Linked DNA regions of Sus scrofa: region 2 is linked to region 1. A link is a contact called in public Hi-C data. All regions are on one chromosome and are shown on one strand. The core of a region is the stretch at or near the end of the contact, and the rest is flanking DNA. Distances in the headings are between cores, read along the strand shown. Region 1 holds the start of TRPM8 (transient receptor potential cation channel subfamily M member 8). Region 2 holds the start of SPP2 (secreted phosphoprotein 2).

Evidence for each region. Hi-C and Micro-C count contacts between places; a contact is called where the count stands out from the background.
Region 2: a Hi-C map of liver shows a contact between it and region 1, with 13 times the contacts expected there. The contact joins the promoter of SPP2 here to the promoter of TRPM8 in region 1. A contact is called at or near these places in 1 of 5 promoter capture datasets (fetal skeletal muscle) and 1 of 47 Hi-C or Micro-C datasets (liver).

Annotation. Positions count from the first base shown.
Region 1 is chr15:134,183,572-134,189,486 of Sscrofa11.1, reverse strand. TRPM8 (transient receptor potential cation channel subfamily M member 8) reads right to left here and starts at 4,171. Exons shown (of 28, transcript XM_021074741.1): 1 at 4,141-4,171; 2 at 3,249-3,373; 3 at 2,756-2,831; 4 at 2,361-2,547. The coding sequence starts at 4,171.
Region 2 is chr15:134,279,616-134,285,237 of Sscrofa11.1, reverse strand. It overlaps SPP2 (secreted phosphoprotein 2), which reads right to left and starts at 2,452. Exons shown (of 8, transcript NM_213780.1): 1 at 2,253-2,452; 2 at 2,029-2,153. The coding sequence starts at 2,319.

The DNA.
Region 1 (5,915 bases), core at 2,922-5,421:
CAAAGAGATGAACAGCAAAATCTTTCAAGGAAACGTGGGGATGAAACAGCTAACTCAAAGAGTTTGTACTCTATCCAGCTGACTCATAATGACTAAGTTCATACCAGTGGCAAAATAAGCATCTCTTACTTTCTCCATGTTTATTTTCTAATTCACACAGAGTAAGAAAACATATTGATGGTAGGAATTTTATGCATTACTCCACTGAATCTTTACCCCGGAGGTATGCTTGCTGGAGTTTTAGGCTAAGAGGATTCAGTTCAGAAAAGACAGTAATTGGCTCAAGGTCAGGCAGGGAGTCAGGTGGGATCCGAGGCTGATTCCAAAGCTCTTGTTCTCTCCCTTCCACCTTCCTCTGTGCACTGTCTCTGTTCAGCAGAATCAACGCTTTAATACAAATTACAGCAGCAACGATCCAATTAATACATTGCTAGACTCTCTTTGATCACCAGTAGGGAAAAGAGAGGGGGCAGAGGGGACCAAGGTGGGGAGTTGAGGGGGACTAAAATCACTTCTTTAGTTCTGGGGCACCATCTTCAGAAAAGACCAGCATCCATCCACACATTCACTGGCCCTTTAGGTGACATTTGTTGCTGGGGCTGCCCCTCAAGGCTTTTGTGACTCAGTCTTTGATGTTTCAAAACATGCAAGACTTAGAGTAGATGAGCATCTGGTTAGATGGTGCAGAGGCTTGGTGTCACCTGCCAACCTCTATAAAACAACAAGGTGCATCACCACGGCCACTCCGGTGGGCTCCTGGGCTCGTGGGGATACTCAAGAGAGCGACAGCCTCTCTTGAATCTTTTACCAGCTACCACCAGAGCTAAAAATATGCAATGAAACGATACCTCTCTGGGGACAAGCTGCTTGCCAAATTCTTCCTGTTCACACACCATTTCTGAGAATTGCAAGATGCAAACAGCTTGAATAATGAACTAGGGAGCATTTGTTTGTTTGTTGTCATGGTTGTTAATAATTTAGTTTTGAACATGGTAGTGAAAACAGAGATAAAAGAGTTTGCTTACGTGGCCTTGGAATCTTTGGTAAAGAAGACACACTCCCGTTTCTTAAAATTTGCTTGAATGAAATTCACCAAGTCCTTCAGAGAAAGAAAGAACGTTGGAATAACACACCACTAATTTGTCCTCACCCCCTGCTGATCTAGTAAACAATCTAAACCTACTTCAAAAGTTTTAAGAATTCACCACCATGGAGTTCCTGTACTGGCTCAGCCGTAATGAACCTGACTAGTATCCATGAGGACACAGATTCAGTCCCTGGCCTCCATCAGTGGGTCAAGGATGCGGCGTTGCCGTGACCTGTGGCATATGTCGCAGTGGTGGCTTGGATCTGTGTGGCTGTGGCTGTGGTGTAGGCTGGCAGCTGCAGCTCTGATTTGACCCCTAGCCTGGGAACCTCCATAGGCCTTGGGTACAGCCCTAAAAAGACAAGAAGAAGAAGAGGAAGAGGGAGAGGAGGAGGAAGAAGAAGAAGAATTATTCACCACCTATTCCTAGCACCTTTTCATGCTTTTAGAGCACACAAAGTCTGCACAAAAAAAAACAAAAAACAAAAAAAGCAAAAAAAAAAAAAAAACACACAGACACATATATTTAAATTGTTATAACTAAATGCAAATTTTTCTAAAAGTTACTTGACATTATCTTGTAACAAATGTCATCATGAGCATACAAAGTATGCTTTTCTGACTCTAAGGCAACTGGGGGAATATAAGCATGTGTTGACAGTTTAGCATAAATCATTTAGTGTTGCAGATTCTCATTCCTCTTACGCTTGCTTTGCAAAAGACGGTATGTTCTGAATATTCCTTCTGGATGCATCCGCCCTCCCACAAGCAAAGGTGTTGGGTCGCAATCACCACCACCTTTTCTCCTTCAAAATACTTTCTAAGCTCTTCACTGATTTTAAATCTTCTGAACACAGATGAAGAAAACTCAACAGATGTATAAGCTTGTGAGATTAATGATGGTGGCGGAAGGGTGGTGACAAAAACTGCCTTGTGAAAAACTCTCTGAAAATTCACTTTGCTGAGAGGTGTGTCCTCGGGCTCAAACCGTACCCACCCAGCACTGGGATGTACTTGGGTCGTCTCAGAAGTTCTACCCACAGGGCTGCTGGCATCTCTGAAGGGTGAGAGATTTGAAGGGAGCAAGAAATCCATCTAGAAATCCGGTGGGAACCGGAAGGAGCGGGGCAAGAGAGAGGCAGCCTTTGTCTCCCAGAGGCACCAGGGCTTGCACCCAAGTGTGATCTCGAAAGGTCTTTTCTGCCCTCCCAGGGGGCTCTCCCTGCTGGGAGCGGGAGCAGGGGACACTGGAGAGGCCACCAGCATGCTTTGCCTGTCGTGTAATTCGCACAGGACTGGGGCCAAGTTGACAGCAGGTGCAGATTCGAAGGAGGTGCTCCATGTGGGGAGTGGCAAGTGCACTCCGCCAATCACATCAAAATACTGACAGGCCCAGCACCCCCGAAGCGCCGCCCCATCCCTCCGCCTTCCAAAGTTGGCCACCTCCCAGACTTTTAACACTGCAGTTGAGAGAAACCCTGGTGTCAGACGGAGTGCCTGCTGACCAATGAGAGCATTCGCTACGCCCTGACAAGGACCAGACACCCTCGAGGTGTCGCCAAAGACTGGGGTGGGAGGGGCAGTGCAGCACAAAGGGGGGGCCTTCTGCGGACGCCCCCACCCTGAGTCCGCTCATCCCTAAGCAAGGACCAGGTGTGAGGTCGCTACAATGGGAAGTCCTGAAGGCCACATGCACGCAGGCTTGGAACAAGGAGAAACGCGTGCCGAAGAGCACAGCTCGAGGCTACAGCAAGAGCAAAGGCAGACCCAGAACGAGCTCCCGCCAGAGTCGAAGAAAAGGATTTCAATTCAAAACTCATATTCAGGGTGAACCCACAAGGCTGGAAGCCAGACTACCAAGCACTACGTAGTAAAACAAACATCGAAAGTGCAGTATTTAAGACTTTGTAAAAGTCAGTTAACAAGTGGGTTGTTTAACAACGTGCTATGGTTACAAGCCACAATCTTGAAAACAGAACGCTTAAAAAGCAGCTCAGAAAATGCCTCTACCTTCCGTATAAATAATCCACAAACGAAATACTATCCGTTGAGAAATGAACTTTCTAAAGAAGGGGTATTGGTTTGCAAAGAATCCAAACTGCAAAATGATGCTTTCTGACATAACAAGGGCAGTGGGGGCGCGGAAGGGCCCTGAACTCACGCTCTCGCTGTAGGACACGTCTGTGCTCCGAGATGCGCTGGAGTACAGGGTCCGCGTGCTGTCCAGCATGCCGTTCCTCCTGTTCCTCATGCTGAGCCGGGCGCCCTTGAAGGACATCTCTTCTCCTGTGAAAGGATGGGGGTGGGGGTAAGATGGGGTCACGAGCGGAGAAAGGGCTGCCCTCTTCTCCCCCGTCGCCATGCGCTGTGCCTCACGCGCATCCGCCTGCTCGCATCAGGCAATTGGACCCCGCCGCTGCTCTCCTCTCCCCGTTCCTCCTTGTCCTCCGGGACCCAGCTTGAGCTCTGTTTTCTTGGTACTGGATCCATGGCCACTGATGCCTGGGCAGGGCCCTCCTGGGGGCCCCTCTCCTAAGGGAGGTAGGGCCGGGCATCCCAGACCCTCCGCCACACGCACACACAAGACGTGCTCCCTGGCTCCTCCCCAGTTAATGGATCTGGAGTAAAGGAACTTGGAGAACTGTAAGTAGCTCCTTGTGGCAGCTGTGAGAGCCCTGACCTGATCCAATGGCGTCAAGTGGGACAGGAACCCTGAATCGGCCTTGAGGGCCGGTGTGCTCTGAGTCAGCCTGACACTTGGAGCTGGCACATGGGTCCCAGGGACACCCAGCAATTCCTTCCCAGGCTCAGGAGCAGACTGTTAGTCTGGGCATCACAGAAGCCTCAGCTGCCATGGAGATGGCTCTGGGCCACCCTCCCTTCTTCTGCTGCTCAGACCCTCCCATCCCAGCGGCAGGAATCCTCTATCCCTCTTGTCTCCCAACACTATCTCAGCCCCGTGTCCCCAAGAGCTGCTACACATCCCCTGTTGTCCAGCAGATGCAGCAAACACATTTCTAGAACAAAAGCATCATCTGTCTTCTACACCCCACCTTCCTGTGTCTCCTCCTGGGACTGCTGCATGTCCCCCCCAATCACCACATCCAAGTGGCAGCCCCACCCCCTTCACCCTCTGCAGCTTGCCACCTGGGCCCTGCTTACTTCCCCAGCCAGATTGCACCCACCTCCCTCTCCTTCTGAACCCCTTCTTTGCCATCTGGATCCCACCGTCTGTCTGGACGCCTCCACCCCAAACACTCCCCATCTGGTTATCTCCTGCTCACCCTCCCAGCCTTATGCATTCTTTCTCCAGGGAGGTGCCTGTGACGCCCAGGCTGGCACAAATGCCCAGTGACCTGTTCTGGAAGCACCTTCTACTCTCCACCAAGCCGTAAGTATCCTGATTTGTCCCATGGTCTGTTTGGCCCCTGTCCCCCTGCTTCAGTCAAAAACTATATCTCAGAGCTCCTGATGCAGCACCAAGGTGCAGGTCTGATCCGCAGCTCAGCACAGTGGGTAGGATTCAGAGTCATCACAGCTGCAGCATAGGTCACAACTGCAGCTTGGATCTGACGCCTGGCCTTGGAACTCCATATGCTGTGGAGCAGCCAAAAAATTAAATAAACAAACCAAAAAAACAAAAAAAACAAAAAAAACAAAAAAAAAACCCCAGCTCTATCAAGAAGTTCCCTTTACCTTGGCTCAGGCTGCATCTGCGACACAGGTTCAATCCCTGGCCTGAGATCTTCCATGTGCCACGGACACAGCCAATAAAACAAATAAAGAAACAAACGAAAACAGATCTATCTGTTCCGCTTATTCCCAGAATCTGGCACAATTCACAGAGTAGAACTGTCCCCATATTGACTGAGTGAATAATTTAAAGTTATCATGTAATACTCCCTCCCATTCGCCAGATCCTTCTTTGGTTCGCAAATTACTTCCTCCTCGCTTTCCACACCCCCTGCAGGTGGAGAGGCCTGAGACCCACAGCTCCCGATCTGTGAGCCTGGCTCCTCTGTCCAGACAGCCAGGCCCAACATCCAAGCCAGCGCCCCCCGCCTCCGCCTTCCACCCCACAGAGGCTGGACTCTCTTTAAAGCCCGCTCAGAACCCTCGGGCCAGGCTGTTTAAAACCAGCATTGCCTCTTTTACTTCTCTCCCCAGGCGTTTCACAGAGAGGCTCCGAGTATTAATTGGTACTTTACATACATTATCGTAAAACCACAGATCAATCCTGCAAGTATTTACTGCGCTCCCCATACAGCAAATGGCTTCGAAGTGGCGGGGGGAGGAGGGGGTTTCAATGGCTAGGAGAGGATTTCATTTGCTGGCAATAAATAAATAACCTGCTTATTTCTTTGCAATGGAAAAAGTGAATTTTGTTGTTTGTTTGTTTTTTTTTTTTGTCTTTTTGCCATTTCTTGGGCCACTCCCGTGGCATATGGAGGTTCCCAGGCTAAAGGTCTAATCGGAGCTGTAGCCACCAGCCTAGCCACAGCCACAGCAACGCAGGATCCGAGCCGAGTCTGTGACCTACACCACAGGTCACGGCAATGCCAGATCATTCACCCACTAAGCAAAGCCAGGGATCGAACCTGCAACCTCATGGTTCCTAGTCAGATTCGTTAACCACTGCACCACGACGGGAACCCCCCGATTTTTTGCTTTTTAATCGTATTTCAGTCAAATAAGAAATGGGAAAGCTGTGTAAGAAGTGCAGAAACTTGCCCAGTCCAACATTTCAAATGCCCTTATTCGGTATTAGTTTCTAACCCGTTTTCTGGGGCCAGGTGATATTCGAGTTGACTCATTGTGAGTCCAGGCG
Region 2 (5,622 bases), core at 1,203-3,702, 97 kb before region 1:
TTGGCTGATGAATCTGAGTAATGAGTAAAGGCTGGGGAGAAGCAAGAACAGGCAGACTTTCAGATGGAAGATCGGCACGCAGGAGGCGGAGAGGCACCTCCTCCTAAGTGTGTTCTCATTAAGGATCACACACCCGCATACATAAGGTGCCATTGTGTCTGGACTCAGGTCTTGGATACCAAGATGGTTCACAGGCTCAAATGAGCCCTGGCGACTACACCTCCCGCCAGCCCATCTCCACGGACAAGATTTCCATGGTGTCAGGAACTGACTTTTTGGGGATCTGTCCTCATGCTCTTATGCCTTTAATTAACTACTAACTTTTGTCTGTAGTGAGAACTAGCCAAATCGCAAGTAAATTTAAACTGTTTATTGGCAAGAGGACACCAATTCCACCACACCACACACGGATTTCATTCAGTGTGAAAGACGGAGGCCAGCAGAGCCATGTGCAAGGGAGATATACTTTTTATTACACTACTAGAGGGAACGCACCCTTCAGCTTGGCAGCTGGCCAAACCTGCACCTGCACATCCAGCCCAAGTGATCTCACTCTGGCCACAACAGCCTGCTTCTGGGCTGGACGCCTAGCTACAGCATCATCTTCGTGACCTATGGCCCAATTAGAAAAGATAACTGGGACAATTCGATTAATTTCCTGGGAATCTGGATGGGAGAAATGGGGCCAGTTTCTGAAAAGGAAGGGTCAAAATGAATGCACTATATGGACTGGATCTAAGAAGCCGTGACCTGTGTGACCTTCACAGGAGGAGAAGGAGAGGGAGCAAACAAGTTGCACCCTAGGGTGGCACCCAGCAGGGATGGGAGAGACAAGCACCAGGTGGAGAGGAATCCAGCCTTTGGGCCTCTGCGAGGAAGCAGCTGCTGCCTGGACCCCTGGCCGTGTCCATGTGGTTCCAAGTTTCCAGGCATCCTGGCTGCAACGAGTTCTAATTCATAGGACCTGGAACTTTCTAGAACCTGCTCACCTCCCATCTTAACCTAAACTCGCTGGCAGGTATTTCTGCTCCCACCTTACACAGGATGATGAACAAGCAGTGAAATCACTTGGGGCCCAGCTAAGAGGGAGGCCAACTGCTGCTTCGTTTCTCATTTCCTTTGAAGGATGTTTCTGTCTCTTTCTTTGGCAATCACAGCCGTAGTCATTGGAAGCCCATGAAAATTCATCTTTTTCCATTTCCCAAAGATAACAGGAAACAGACTATTACCAAACTGACAAAGGAAAGGGGCTTTCTTTGGCTCAAAAGCCAGAATTTATTTCCTCTAAGTATTAGGAGCAGAACCACTGAACTTGAAAAAGCCTTATTTCTAATAAATAGGCAGTTTTTAATAAAACATCTTAAGAGGAACCATGGAGACTTTGGGTACAGAAGCAGGATATGCGGAGGGTAACATCTGGAAATAGGAAATGAGGCCAGAGGGAAGAAAACGGCAGAAGAATCAGGCTTGCAAAGGAGCTCTGAAAGCTTTATGACAATAATAGCAATTAAATCCTTTCTCTATCAAAACAAACAAACAAACAAAAAAACAAAACAGTGTGAGGGAGCTGAGCAGCTACTATCGGTTTAAACTGGAAATTTTTTCCATGAAAAATTAAATTTAAACTGGAAAACTTTAACTTCATTTTAAACTGGAAACATTTTCAGTTGAAATTTAAGTATTTTTGTACCCCCCAGGTTTTCCCATCGAGGCTCAGTGGAAATGAATCTGACTAGTATCCATGAGGATGTGAGTTTGATTCCTGGCCTCGCTCAGTGGGTTAAGGATCTGGCGTTGCTGTGAGCTGTGGTATATAGGTCACAGATGCAGCTCGGATCTGGTGTTGCCGTGTCTGTGGTGTAGGCCAGTGGCTGCAGCTCCAACTAGACCCCTAGCCTGGGAACCTCCATATGTCAAGGGTGAGGCCCCAAAAAGACCAAAAAGAAATTTCGTACACCCAAAATGACAAAAGAAAGAAAACCAGAAGGAAGAATAAAGAGGATTAGAGAAGACAAAAGGGGCACTTACCCTTTTTAGTGAGCTCCTGAAGGCCCGAAACAGATAGGGGCTCAGCGACTGGGAATTCACTTTGGCCACGGAGGCGCCGACAGCCTCCCTCAGGGAAGATGGGTCGTAGTCATACACGGGAAAACCTGGACGCCCAAGCACGCGGGGACACGGTGAGACAGGGCACACGGGTGGGGCAGCTCCACATCACTAGGTGCAGGTGGCCCTGTCTCTGAGCCCCTTACCTGCACAGGACCAGAAGCTCGTTCCCAGGACAAACATCGCCAACATCCTCATCGCCCTCTTCTCCATGTTGGGAAGAACAGCTTCAGTTCAGAGCCAGGGAGACCGTCCCTGTGCCTTTGGGGGCCACAAGTCGCCCTGAAAACAGCTCTTTATCAAATGTGACCTGGCTTGCTCTCTCTCTCTGACTGGAGCAGACGGCAGCCTTAGCAGAAATAATTGATCCCGAAGAGTCAATATTTTCTGCTGGCTCTTCCTGTGGAAAGGTCCAGTTTGGGGCCACTTTTGAAATTTCAACCTCACCACGGGACTTTAACCTGCAGCCAGACAGCAGCCAAGAGGCAGGATTCCATGGGCACTATTTGTTTTTCTCTATTTTAATTTCATTCACATGGACGGCCTAGTTCCCTTTATTTCATTTTGTCTTAGAAGGAGGGAGTGTCATCTTACTTTCAACGAAACAGATAATTTTTTAAATTTATTTTATTGAAATATGGTTGCTTGACAATGTGTGAATTTCTGCTGGACCGCTAAGTGATTCAGTTAAACACATACAGGTATCATTTTTCACATTCTTTTCCGTTATGGTTCATCACAGGATGTTGAATATAGTTCCCCGTGCTATTCAGTAGCCTTGCTGTTTACCCAATAGCTTGCATCCACTAATACCGGACTCCCAAATCCATCCCTCCCCCATTCTTGCTCTTGACAACCGCAGTCTCTTCTCTATGTTTGTGAGTTTGTTTCCGCAAAATACTTAATTTCAAATTGTCATCCACTTAGTTCCCTTCCATGCTCCTAAAGATTTCGCAGTTGGCTGTTTGCAAACACTGTGTGGTTATTTCACGATCTTACTGGAAATTATGATTATAAAGGAGAGACTTTACTCTGTAGGAACTAAAAACGCCAACCAAGATCATCTGCAGTCAACAGTGGTGACACAGCTCCTGCCCACCAACCTTCTCTGCTAATGGATATTTTTGCACCTCACCTGGATAATGAGATGTTTGCATACTGATGATTCTCATGCGCTGTAAGAGCTGAAGGTAGTTTATGAATCATTAAGAAGAAGAGATGCTTTACAGTAAATACAGGTTGTGTGACATACAGCTCATGGTGGTCTCATTCTTTGAATTCATGTGTAAGAAGCTGACTTGTTCTAGGATTCAGAAACACCTGGACCAGAATCCTGGCTCTACCTTTGTCAGGGGTATATCTGTGGGCATCATCCTCAATGCCTCTGAACCTCAACTTCCTCACCGATAAGGTGAGCATAAATGGTTCAATGTAAAGATGAACTATTAGTCAGAGAGGCACAGAGAGACAGAGAGAGATTGCTTTCAAGGATTCAGTTTGTGCGACGGCACGGCACGGCAAGTTCAAAATCTTCAGATGGGTTGGAAGGCTGGATTCCCAAGAAAGAGTTGCAGGTTGAGTCCAAAGGCCATTTACTGCCACAATGCCTTCCTGCTGGGGAGGTCAGTCTTTGTATAGTCAAGTCTTCAACTGACTGGATGCGGCCCACCCATAATAAGGAGAATAATCTGTTTCCTCAGCATCCACTGACTTACAAGTTAATCTCTCCTAAAAATTATCACAGAAACATCCACAATAATGCTTGGCCAAATATCTGGGCACCAGAGCCAAGCTGACACATAAAATGAACCATCATATAAAAATTAAATCACAAGCCCTTGGAAGAACACTTGGCAAATGAATTGCTCGATAAATGGTAACTGCTAGTAAGAATTCAATTCGATAAATATTTTTTAGTAGCTGCTATGTAATAGGCAAGTGGTCCAGGGAACATCTAAAAGAACTAATCATCTAGCTCATGCTGCTTATAAACAAGGCACATAGAAGGGCCAATGAGAGAGGCATAAATTGCTCTGAGAATTCTTGGAGGTGGTGGGGCCATTGACAGTTTGCTCAGTTCTCTGGACTTTGGTTCCCAGGTGGTCGGGCATATCTTCAAACTGGATGACAGGTGCCAGGAGAGAAGGAGACTCAAGTCAGAAAGAAAGGACAGACAGAAGACTACTGGGAAAGGGACTGCAGCCCCTTACCAAGGACATGGTGTGGGGTGGCCCGGTTCCCTAGAGGCAGACCGGGCCTTGCTACCAACAAGGAGGAGGAGACAGAAGAGGAGGAGGAGTCAGAGGAGGAGGATGGGGAAGAAGAGATACTGGAGAGATTTAACACCAAAGATGGGCCTTACAGGAAGTGCAGTGACACATAATTTCAACAACTCCCACTACATGAGGCCACTTCATTAATCAACATGTCAACTCTGCTTTGCCTGCCCTCTGCACCCAGGTTTGGAATCATGCTCTGACTGCCCTCACCCGGAAGGGCGTCTTCCTCCAAGTTTTGTTCACCAGCACAAAGGCCCAAAGGTAGATTTTTAGAAGGATACAAAGCAGAAACAGACTCAAAGATTTCCAAACCAAATTTATGGTTATCAAAGGGATAAATTAGTTTGGGATTTTGAGTTTGGGATTAATATATACACACTATTATATATAAAATAGATAAGTAACAAGGACCTACTGTGTAGCACAGGGAAATCCACTCAATACTGTGTAGTAACCTATATGGGAAAAGAATGTGAAAAGGAATGAATATATATACATATATATATATATATATATATATATATGATTCACTTTGCTGTATGCCTGAAATGACTACAGCATTGTAAATCAGCTATATTCTAATAATTTTTTTAAATCCCCAGAATATCTCAGTGCCTAAATGCTCATTGCCTCATGCAGCATCTCTGCGTCCAGCAGCTCCTGGCCCCATCCGGGGCCACTCTCCTTCCTACACTGGGTTCCAGCCACACAAGTGTCCTTGAAGTTCCTCAAGGACACCAGGCAACTTTTGTCCCATGGCCTTTGCCTGCACCATTCCTTCCAACAGGCAACAATCCATGACATTCCCCTGGCTTCCCCTCCTCCTCTACTTCCCATCATTAGGATTTCAGTTTAAATTAGCTGCCTCTTTGGAGAGTGAGCTTCCCTGACCACCCACCTGCACCTCACACATCCCCTCCCCCCACATCCGCTCTCTGCTTCTTCCCTCCTAGCTCTTAACACGGGCAGAGAAAGCTTGCTTGTTTGTCTGATATTTTCCTTCTCCCCTCGTAGACTCTCAGCTCCACAGGGCGGGAACCGTGCTCGTCTTGTTGATCCCATAGGACAACACTCAGATAGGAACGTGATTAAATGTTTGGTGAATGAATGAGTGAGTGAATGAATAAAAGAATGTATGGTGCGTGAGCACACTTTGTCTCTCTGAACCTTACTCCATGTCTTTGAAGCCTGCACTGAGTTCTGGTGCCTAAAAAGCACACAAAACAATGCGCTCTGG